Regions from separate parts of the Mus musculus genome. Here regions 2 and 3 are each linked to region 1. The links are chromatin contacts, called in public HiChIP or PLAC-seq and capture Hi-C maps. All regions are on one chromosome and are shown on one strand. The core of a region is the stretch at or near the end of the contact, and the rest is flanking DNA. Distances in the headings are between cores, read along the strand shown.

Region 1 (2,700 bases), core at 191-2,690:
AGTGTCTAACTGTGGGCTCATAAGGGACATCTCGGATTTAAACTGCAGCACTGTATAAAACAGTGAAATGCAGATACGTTCTACATCACAAAGGAATCTCAAGAGCACTTGCTGTGTCAGTGAATCAGGACAGGAAGAGGCCCGGTGCCACTCTTGTGAAATGTCCTGGACTGTTAAAGCCATGGAACTGGTACAAGAAGCAGTGAGGATCAACTCTTTGATGGTTCTATAATTTTATTTGGAGGTGGTGAAAATATTTTGGAACTAAATAGAACACTGTTTGACAATGTTGTGAATATGCTAATTGCCTGTCGCTTGTTCTCTTTAAAATAGTTAAATCCATGTGAATTTCCTGCCAACTGGGATGTCTTCAATTCATAATATCCCCATGAATCCTCAAAACATCACAAGGCTTCTCATTGTCACTGTATGTCTTCAGAGGCGACTCTTGGCGTCAAAGGGTTGTAGGAGCTAATGCATGATGGGAGATTAAAATAAATCTATCGAAGCAAACGAGATAATGCATGCGTTGAACTCCTTGAGACTCGAGGAAAAACTTAACTGTATTCTGCTTTTCTCGTACTGGCGGACTCTCATTGCACTGAGCCAGAAGAAAGTAAAACAGAAAGCAAGGAACAGGCCACGGAGGTCAGAGTCCTTTTTGAAGTCGCTCCATCTCAGCGTTGCCGGCACTTTCCACGCATGGTGGGTGTGTGGCAGAGAGGAACTGGATAATTAAAAGATTAAAAAGAAAAAAAGAAAAAAAAAAACAAGCAGAAAACACATTTTTTCCCCATAGCTAGTGATGCTGTTCTTCCTTGAAATACTGCCCCTGAAGATCAAAGATAAACAAACAAGCTGGGGGAGGGGTCGGAAAGCGACTCCGACGCCCCAAGTATCTTTTTTTCCTCTACTGAAAACCAGAGCCTTCCTTTCGGAATGTAAATGTTTTCCTCGAAACTTGCGACAATCACGGATGTAAAGGAGAGCTTTTGTCGCAGTGGGGTCTCTTATCTGCACTGACCTGTCGCTCCTTCAGACGGAGACTTGGGCCCCAATTCTCAGGATTTTCGAAAAGAATGCGCTCCAGTGAGGGTGGGGGTGGGTGAGGAAGCCGAGCCGCGCAGACGGTTTAACATGCTAATGTCTTCAGTCTCTTTTAGGTGGAGGATCAAGGTTTGGCTATTTTCAACTTCTTTTCCACTCCCCCTCTCTTCCCATCCCAGTTTAGTTTCGAGAGGACTGTGGATGTGACAAGGGCTTTGTGTAGGGAATTCAGGGGAATGAAAGGGCCAAGGAGACCCAGTTGAGGGAACAAACTTTTGGGGGTCAGTGGGGTCAGTTTGGAATAAAAGCGTGGCATTGTTGGTATTAAGGACATGCTCGCAGCAGGGTGTCCTGAACTGGGCACACAACTCCAGGCCTGTTTATTCAACACTGAAATACCTAAGGATGGGCCTTGGGGAGAAAAGGGGAAGCCAAGCCGGAGGCCTGTGTGGCACCTTCCAGCTTCAGAGAGCTCCCGGGACACACACAAAGCCCCGCTTTTTCCACATTTCGGAGAAGAAAGTGCCTGTGCATAACCCAAAATTAATTGATTAATTAACCAATGCATTAAACGAAGAGCTTCCCGTGGCACTTTTTTTTTTATCCCTCTTTCCTTTCTTTCTTCCCGGCTCCACACATGTACAATCCGGGTCATTGAAAGCCCAAGATAGAAACAGTTTCTTAACGGTGTTTGAAAACAGCCTTTGTTTCCATGGAAGTAGCCGGGGCTCTCTGAGGCTTCCTTCTAAAAAACATTTACCCACCTCAGACCTAAAGGGAGGGGAGGGTGCCTCTCTTTGTTTTGTTTTGTTTGTTTTGTTTGTTTGGGGACGATTAAATGAGAGAAATTGCTTGCAGCAGTCCACACACACACACACACACACACACACACACACACACACTGTTAACCTAAATAAATATTAGTAGTCGTTACTGTGTATTGCTCTTCTGTGGCCTAGTCACTGTGAGGTCAGGAAGAAAGATGGAGGGCTGAGGAAGAGACTGGCCCACTGGGGCTGGAAATAGAATTAAGGCAGAGGGGAAATTCGGCAGCTGGATCCTAGGCAAGGATGTCATCTTCCAGGCAGTGGGGGACATTTCCAGAGTCCAAAGTAAAACGGACCTCAAAGCATGAAATGAATATATATACACCTGAAGGGCCATGTGAGCTTGCTCTACTCTACTCTCTTGGGAGCAACAAGACCAGGACACATAAATACTGAAGAAGGCAAGTGCTGGCTTCTGTTTTATAGATTGCCAGAGTTTTGAATACCAGAGAAAAAGACAGACAAGGTTACAATTTGAAGAACACTTGGAAACAAGGAAGAGTGACATAAAGCCAGCACGTCCAAAGGATTTAGTGCAGACACTTAGGCGGGGACAGGCAAGCCCAGAAAGTAGGGACTGAGTAAAACGGTGTATGAGGTGACAGTGTTCACATCTGGAATAGGGTGTGGCTTGGGGGTTGCACTGTTGACTCTGAGGTTGAGAAAGCAGGGTTTCCAGAAGTTAAATTAAGAGATAGATCACTGAATGGTTTGTCACAGGAAGATGGTGCCAGCAGAGACACTGGCTAAAAATCTAGGTCCATAATCCGCTTACGTGGTAGTGGTAATACAGCATTTGAGTTTGTGCTGTTGGGAAGTCACATGA
Region 2 (2,751 bases), core at 119-2,618, 590 kb before region 1:
AGACACACCTGGCTTGGCCTTACTTTTGGTTTTTCCCTAACTAGAAAATGCATGGTCTTTATAGACACTGAAAAATCGGGAAGATAAGAATAATAAATCACCCTCCCTCACTACTCAGAGCAGGTATTATAAATATTTCATTTTCCTTCCATCTTTTGTGAGAAAGCAGTGTTTACAAATTGAGATTCCCCTGGCAGGAACAGAAGGTCACTTTACGGTAGAGGCTCTGGGAGCTAGGCAGGGCTGGGGTTTCTTTTACTCTAGGATGCAGCACTTGACTTTAATAAGGACTAGGTTACTAATGTTTTGAGCCTTTTTTATTTTTTTCTTTTGAGGACAAAGCCTTCATGAGAGGTGGCCTGTGTGACCTCTTCAAAGAACATTGCCCAGTCTCCATATGCATGAAAACCACTTTTGATGGATGCCAGACTGCCTGCATTTGCTATTTCACATGCCTCATGGGGAAAAAAAAATCTCAATGAGAATGAGTCGTAGTTTGTTTATTGGAGGTAGACCAGTAGGACATGGGTAACAAGGGAAAAGTGACAGCTGCCTGGGCATCTTAACTGATTTGTAAGAAGAAATGATATGTGGGTCCTGCTAGAGCCCCTCTCTGAGCTTTTTATTTTTTTTAAATATCCCTTTTAATCTGGTTGGAGATTGATGGAGATACTATCGAGCTGTTAGGAGCTGTGAGCTGGACGGGAATGACAAACACACACTGACAGCTTTCCAGGGGATGGATGGAGCAACAAGCCCTGAACTGCAGGGTGTGTCTTTCTGCGGGGCCTTTGGAGGAATGTTGCTCTCACACTGTGGGGGAGGGGGGCGGGGGGGGGGCGGGGAGAAGGGGGTGGAGAAAGGATATATCTTGTTACCTAGTTGGATATTTTCCCTAACACAACTTATAGTCATTGTAAGTGGCATTGAGGTACCCATCTGCCTAGCACCTTCATAGTTTCTTCTGAGCGTGGACTTTTTCTTCAATGTATAGAAATTAGCACTTGCAGTTTGAGTTGGAGCAGTGTGTCACAATGTCCCCACCAGCACCTCCCTCCCTGTGCTTTCAGGACAGTCCCAGGGCCTGTTGATTCTGAACATTTCTCTCAAGACTAGCAGGGACTCAGCTTCCTGCATGAGATACTGGGTTAGGAGGCAGGGAACACTGGAGCCAACTGCCTGCTTCCTGGAGCGAGTGTATATGCAGGAATAGACAAAGCAGACCCAAGACCCAGAAGGAGCCAGAGCAGTGATGGCTGAGGTCATGTGAAGGTGACTCTGCAAGTGGTACAAGGTGTAAGAGCTCGCAAGGCCCTGTCCTCTGGGCTAGGCTGACTTTTGTTTCCAATGCTCCTCACTCTAGGAGTGTAAACACACAGCTGATCTTGGAGTTGCTGGAGGGCAGGGAGCCTGTAGCTGAGGGTGTGACAAGGCTGTGAGCCCGAGGAAGGAAGCAAAAGTTCAAAATGAAAAATGGCCAAACGATTGGTGGATTTTTACAAAAACAGACTGAGAGGAAAAGCTCTTTTGAAATTTTAACCTAGACAAAAAATATATTGTTTGCTGAGGGGGAAAATGAGGTATTCATTGCTCCAGTGTTTGGAAATTCTCCTTCCTTGTGCTCCCAGGACAGTGCAGTACCTGTGAAGCTTTCAACTGAACTGAAGAAGGAAAGGTGAAGGCCTTCCGGATCACTGCTCCCTAGCATTGGTCTCGCCTCCCTTTTTATTTCCTCTGCGTGTTATTCTGTGGCCATCGTCAGTAAAAGAAGCTGGTCACATTTCCCTGCTGCCTTGTACTGTCCCAGGGAAGGAGTCTCAGCTGGCCCAGTTTAGATGAGATAGGTTCTTAGGGGACCGTAGAAGTGAAGTGGGGTTACTGGTCCTGTGGCCACTCAAACCCTGAGCAGAACCTTCTGTTAGAAGAGCAGCTTAGGCCCAAGAGAGACCTGTGAGCTGTCCACCTCTCTCCAGCCTGTCGCTCTCAGTGTGCTCTGAACTCTCCTGGGTACAGTTAATTCATCCTCTTTGTTTTATTTTTTATTGCATGGCCCATAAATTTAATCCTCCAAGTCAGGAGTGTTTGGCTACAGGACGTGTCTGTGCTGAGTCAGCATGCTCTTCCTTGTACTCTGCTGCAGTTCAGCAGCCACTTCACAGCATTCACTTTGTCGTAGGTGAAGCAAGGAGCCTGGCGGTGACATACAGCGTGTGGAAGTGTGACAGTACTCTGCATGCCTTACTTCCCATTCCATTTATGGGACACAAATATCCGTAGCATCTTGAAACCAATCTTCCTTGAGTGTCAAGGAAACTGTACATTCTGAGGGTTCATATCATATTTGTCTTTTATATTCAACACATTGCAAGAATTCAAGTTGTGCTTCAGAAATAGTTAAAGCCATGAAAGCATAATATATATATATATATATATATATATATATATATATATATATATATATACACCACAGGGAAACATGAGTAGGCAACAAACGGCCGCTACATGTAAGGTCTGCAGTCTAACTGCTAACACGCATGAACTTTCTCTGAACATACTCTGCTCTGTGTTTTGGAAATGCGGTTTAAATATCTAAACCAGAGCAATGAGCTAACTGAAAGACACTCTATAAAATGCATGGGAAACAGAATCAAGCAGCAGGAACTCTGATCCCTTGGTGTGCGGAAGGGGTGCTGTACCGTCACTAAAATCAACCCACAAGCTTAGTTAGCATGGAATTTCTGCCCAGATGTT
Region 3 (2,752 bases), core at 178-2,677, 620 kb before region 1:
CGGTGGCCATGGGAAACAAGAAAGAAGGTGGGAAGAAGGGAGGGAGGGAAGGAGGGAGGGAAGGAGGAAGTTGATCAGGCAATGAAACAAAGGTAGTGAAGCCCAACAGCTTCATGTGAGGACTTTCCAACTTAGCATTGTAACCTTAAAACTTGACCAAGTGTGGTGGGTACATGCCTGTAATCTCAAATACTGGGGAGCCTGAGCAGAAGGATCTGCGTTTGAGCGTTTGAGGCCATCTTGGGGCTACACAGAGAGAAAACCTATCTCTAAAAGTAAAACAACAAAAACCATTAGATCCTTAGAAATGTGGCAGTCATGATGCGGGGAGTCTTGTCTGTCTGACTTCATTTCCGTTGTCCTTCAGTGACTACATAAAGAAGCCAGGACCATGAGACTGTCCTACTGAATGAAGCCTGGCTTACTTTTCATTAGGTCTGATTCTTGAAAACTTGTAGTCTTGATCCCAATTCTGCGATTGTTTTAAAGCTATTTGCCCATATCTCCCAACTCTCCTTTTATTCCTGATGTGCCTCACCTCGTCTTTCATGTCAGGATTTGTTACCTAGATTTTATTTTGAGTAGGGAACAAACTTCTGTATACAAGGTTTGCTTTTTAAAAAGAAACCAGTAAGAAAAAACAATAATGTGCGAGGGCACTGGCAGAAGTGGTGGAGAGCCATGGTGGAGGGGTGTGGTGGGGGACCATGGAGCCCACCACCGCACTTACTACTGTCCTCACTGCAGCTTCTACACTGAGGCTTTAAACAGAGTAGACGTTAGTGGGGAGATGCAGAGACCATGTTAACAGCCGCAGTGTCCTGCTCTAGGCCATGATGCCTAGGAACTGTAACTGCAATCCTGTCACTAGCTGTGTGGCGTGGGACGGATGATAGAACTGTTCTTTGATTTGGTTTGTCTGTAAAAGGGAGGCTCCATTGTATGGTCTACCTGTATCTTGTAGTGGAAAGAGGCAAACGAGACATCTCTGCCTCAGCAGCAAGGTGGGAAATGTTAGGAATGTTCACAGATAACGCCAACTCAGGCTAGAAAACAAGTAAGAGAAACAAAGTGGTGTGTGATATCGCAGAGAAAGATTATAGCTAGCTTCTGAGGTAGAGAGAGTGAGGTGCTTAGAGAGGCCACCCATTGAGTTGGATTGTGTGGGGGACATAAAGATGAGGAAAAGTGTGTTTTAGTCAGAAGCAGTAGTCCAGCCAGTTCTACTTTAGTCAGAAGTTGTAGGAGGGAATGGAAAGCACACACACACATAGAGAGGCCTCGAATGTGCAGGGTGCTGGGAGCAAGCAGTTGGCCTGTTCTTTTCAGTGTCGTAATTGCCACGATAAGAGCTCTGACTTGATTCTGTGGGACTTAGGGAGCCTGGAGTAAGGAAGGCCTAAGGCACATTCCCAGTTAGGGCGTTACCACCACAGCCCAGCCGCAAACCTGGCGACAGTTCACTCTGGAAACACTCTCACTCAGAGAGCTTCATTAGACTGCAGGTGCGTGGGGCCAGCTCGGGAACACTTGGCCCTCAGGTCCCTCCTTGGAAAACTCCTGTGCTGGGGTGTCTTCACATCACTGTCTTACCATATACCCTGTTTGGCTACTTCATAGAGGTTATCTTTCAGCCACCGTTCTTTAAAAGCAATGGAAATAAGAGGTGTTTAACACTGTTATAAATAAAATGTCCTCTGTATTCCCTAATTAGAAGTAAATAACTAGCAATACTTTTACATGAAGTTGAAAAGAATTCCTTTAAAATTTATTTATTTATTTATTTACTTACTTACTTAGAGTGGAGGGCATGTGGCATGTCATGTAGGGAGTGTGGGGTGTGTCAAGAGGACTGCCACCTGGAGTTGGTTCTAGAGTCAGGCTAGCAGGCCGGTGGGTAAGGCCTCCCGCCCCCGCCCCCCCCCCCTCCAGCTGTCTCACCAGCCCCAAGTGTCCCTTTCCCTCCCTCCCCTCCTAGTTCTGTTTTCAAAAAGGAAGTTCTGAGCTTTTCACTCAAGTCCTTACTTGTATGTTATCTGCCAGCTTTTGCTAAATAGAATTTTCAAGAATGCTAAAGTTTATGCTTTTTACACTAAAGCAGATTTGCTTGGTAATGATGGTTTCTTATCCATTCCTACTCTAGCTTGAAGTTGTAGTGTGGTTGTGGAAGTATGGTCATGTCTGATGCTGACGAAGGTCAGTGGGCCAAGGGAGTGGGGAGCAAACCCAACTGACTGCTAGGACCGCTGGGCATTCCCACTGGGTACAGGAGGAGTGGTGAGATGGTAAGCAGTGTGTCTCTTCCCAGAGGAAGTCTGTGCTGTTGTGGGTACATAAGAGCAGTTCTGATTGGTGTAATTTTTTTTTCTCATTAGACATACTAGTTTTCTGATAGTGGGAAAATAATTTCCAGTTAGATGCACTATTAGCAGAGTAACACGTGGCTGGAGTTTACCTGATAGAGGCTGCTGACCTTTCTCAGTCTACACTGGTTCTCTTCAGTAAGGGGAGTTCCCATATTCTGCCTGCCTCTTGTGTAGTGCGCCCATGCTACTCTTAGGATCAACACTATAGGCAAAGGGTCACTGGTCCCGTTTCACCCTGTGGTTAATTTCTTGTGCCTCCTAGTTCTTGCACAGTGAGTTAAATTTCTAATTTCTTACTTTGTCCAGTTTGCAAGGAGCAACCTACCCCCACCCCCGGGCTGTGCCTTGGTCACTCTGAGTCCTCTCGCTCTAACATGTCATTTTGC

What was found. HiChIP or PLAC-seq counts read pairs in DNA pulled down with a chosen protein or histone mark. Capture Hi-C pulls out chosen DNA fragments and counts their contacts.
Region 2: a contact with region 1 is called in a capture Hi-C map of embryonic stem cells, with 5 times the contacts expected there. The contact joins two enhancer-like sites. A contact is called at or near these places in 1 of 115 datasets of contacts at active chromatin or transcription factors (embryonic stem cells) and 1 of 9 other capture datasets (embryonic stem cells).
Region 3: a contact with region 1 is called in an H3K27ac HiChIP or PLAC-seq map of extraembryonic endoderm stem cells, with 3 times the contacts expected there. The contact joins two enhancer-like sites. A contact is called at or near these places in 2 of 115 datasets of contacts at active chromatin or transcription factors (embryonic stem cells and extraembryonic endoderm stem cells) and 1 of 9 other capture datasets (embryonic stem cells).

Annotation. Positions count from the first base shown.
Region 1 is chr11:63,411,206-63,413,905 of GRCm38.p6, reverse strand. No RefSeq gene overlaps it. Among named protein-coding and RNA genes, the nearest start is that of Gm40016, 52 kb to the left of the region's middle. Within about 2 kb of position 1,440, at least 45 of the 459 cell types and tissues checked have an H3K27ac peak or open chromatin away from gene starts, as enhancers often do. A contact at or near this core is called in embryonic stem cells and extraembryonic endoderm stem cells, where this site is marked.
Region 2 is chr11:63,998,963-64,001,713 of GRCm38.p6, reverse strand. The region is part of intron 4 of Cox10 (heme A:farnesyltransferase cytochrome c oxidase assembly factor 10); the gene reads left to right. Among named protein-coding and RNA genes, the nearest start is that of Gm51866, 33 kb to the left of the region's middle. Within about 2 kb of position 1,368, at least 27 of the 459 cell types and tissues checked have an H3K27ac peak or open chromatin away from gene starts, as enhancers often do. A contact at or near this core is called in embryonic stem cells, where this site is marked.
Region 3 is chr11:64,026,271-64,029,022 of GRCm38.p6, reverse strand. The region is part of intron 4 of Cox10 (heme A:farnesyltransferase cytochrome c oxidase assembly factor 10); the gene reads left to right. Among named protein-coding and RNA genes, the nearest start is that of Gm51866, 5.4 kb to the left of the region's middle. Within about 2 kb of position 1,427, at least 25 of the 459 cell types and tissues checked have an H3K27ac peak or open chromatin away from gene starts, as enhancers often do. A contact at or near this core is called in extraembryonic endoderm stem cells, where this site is marked.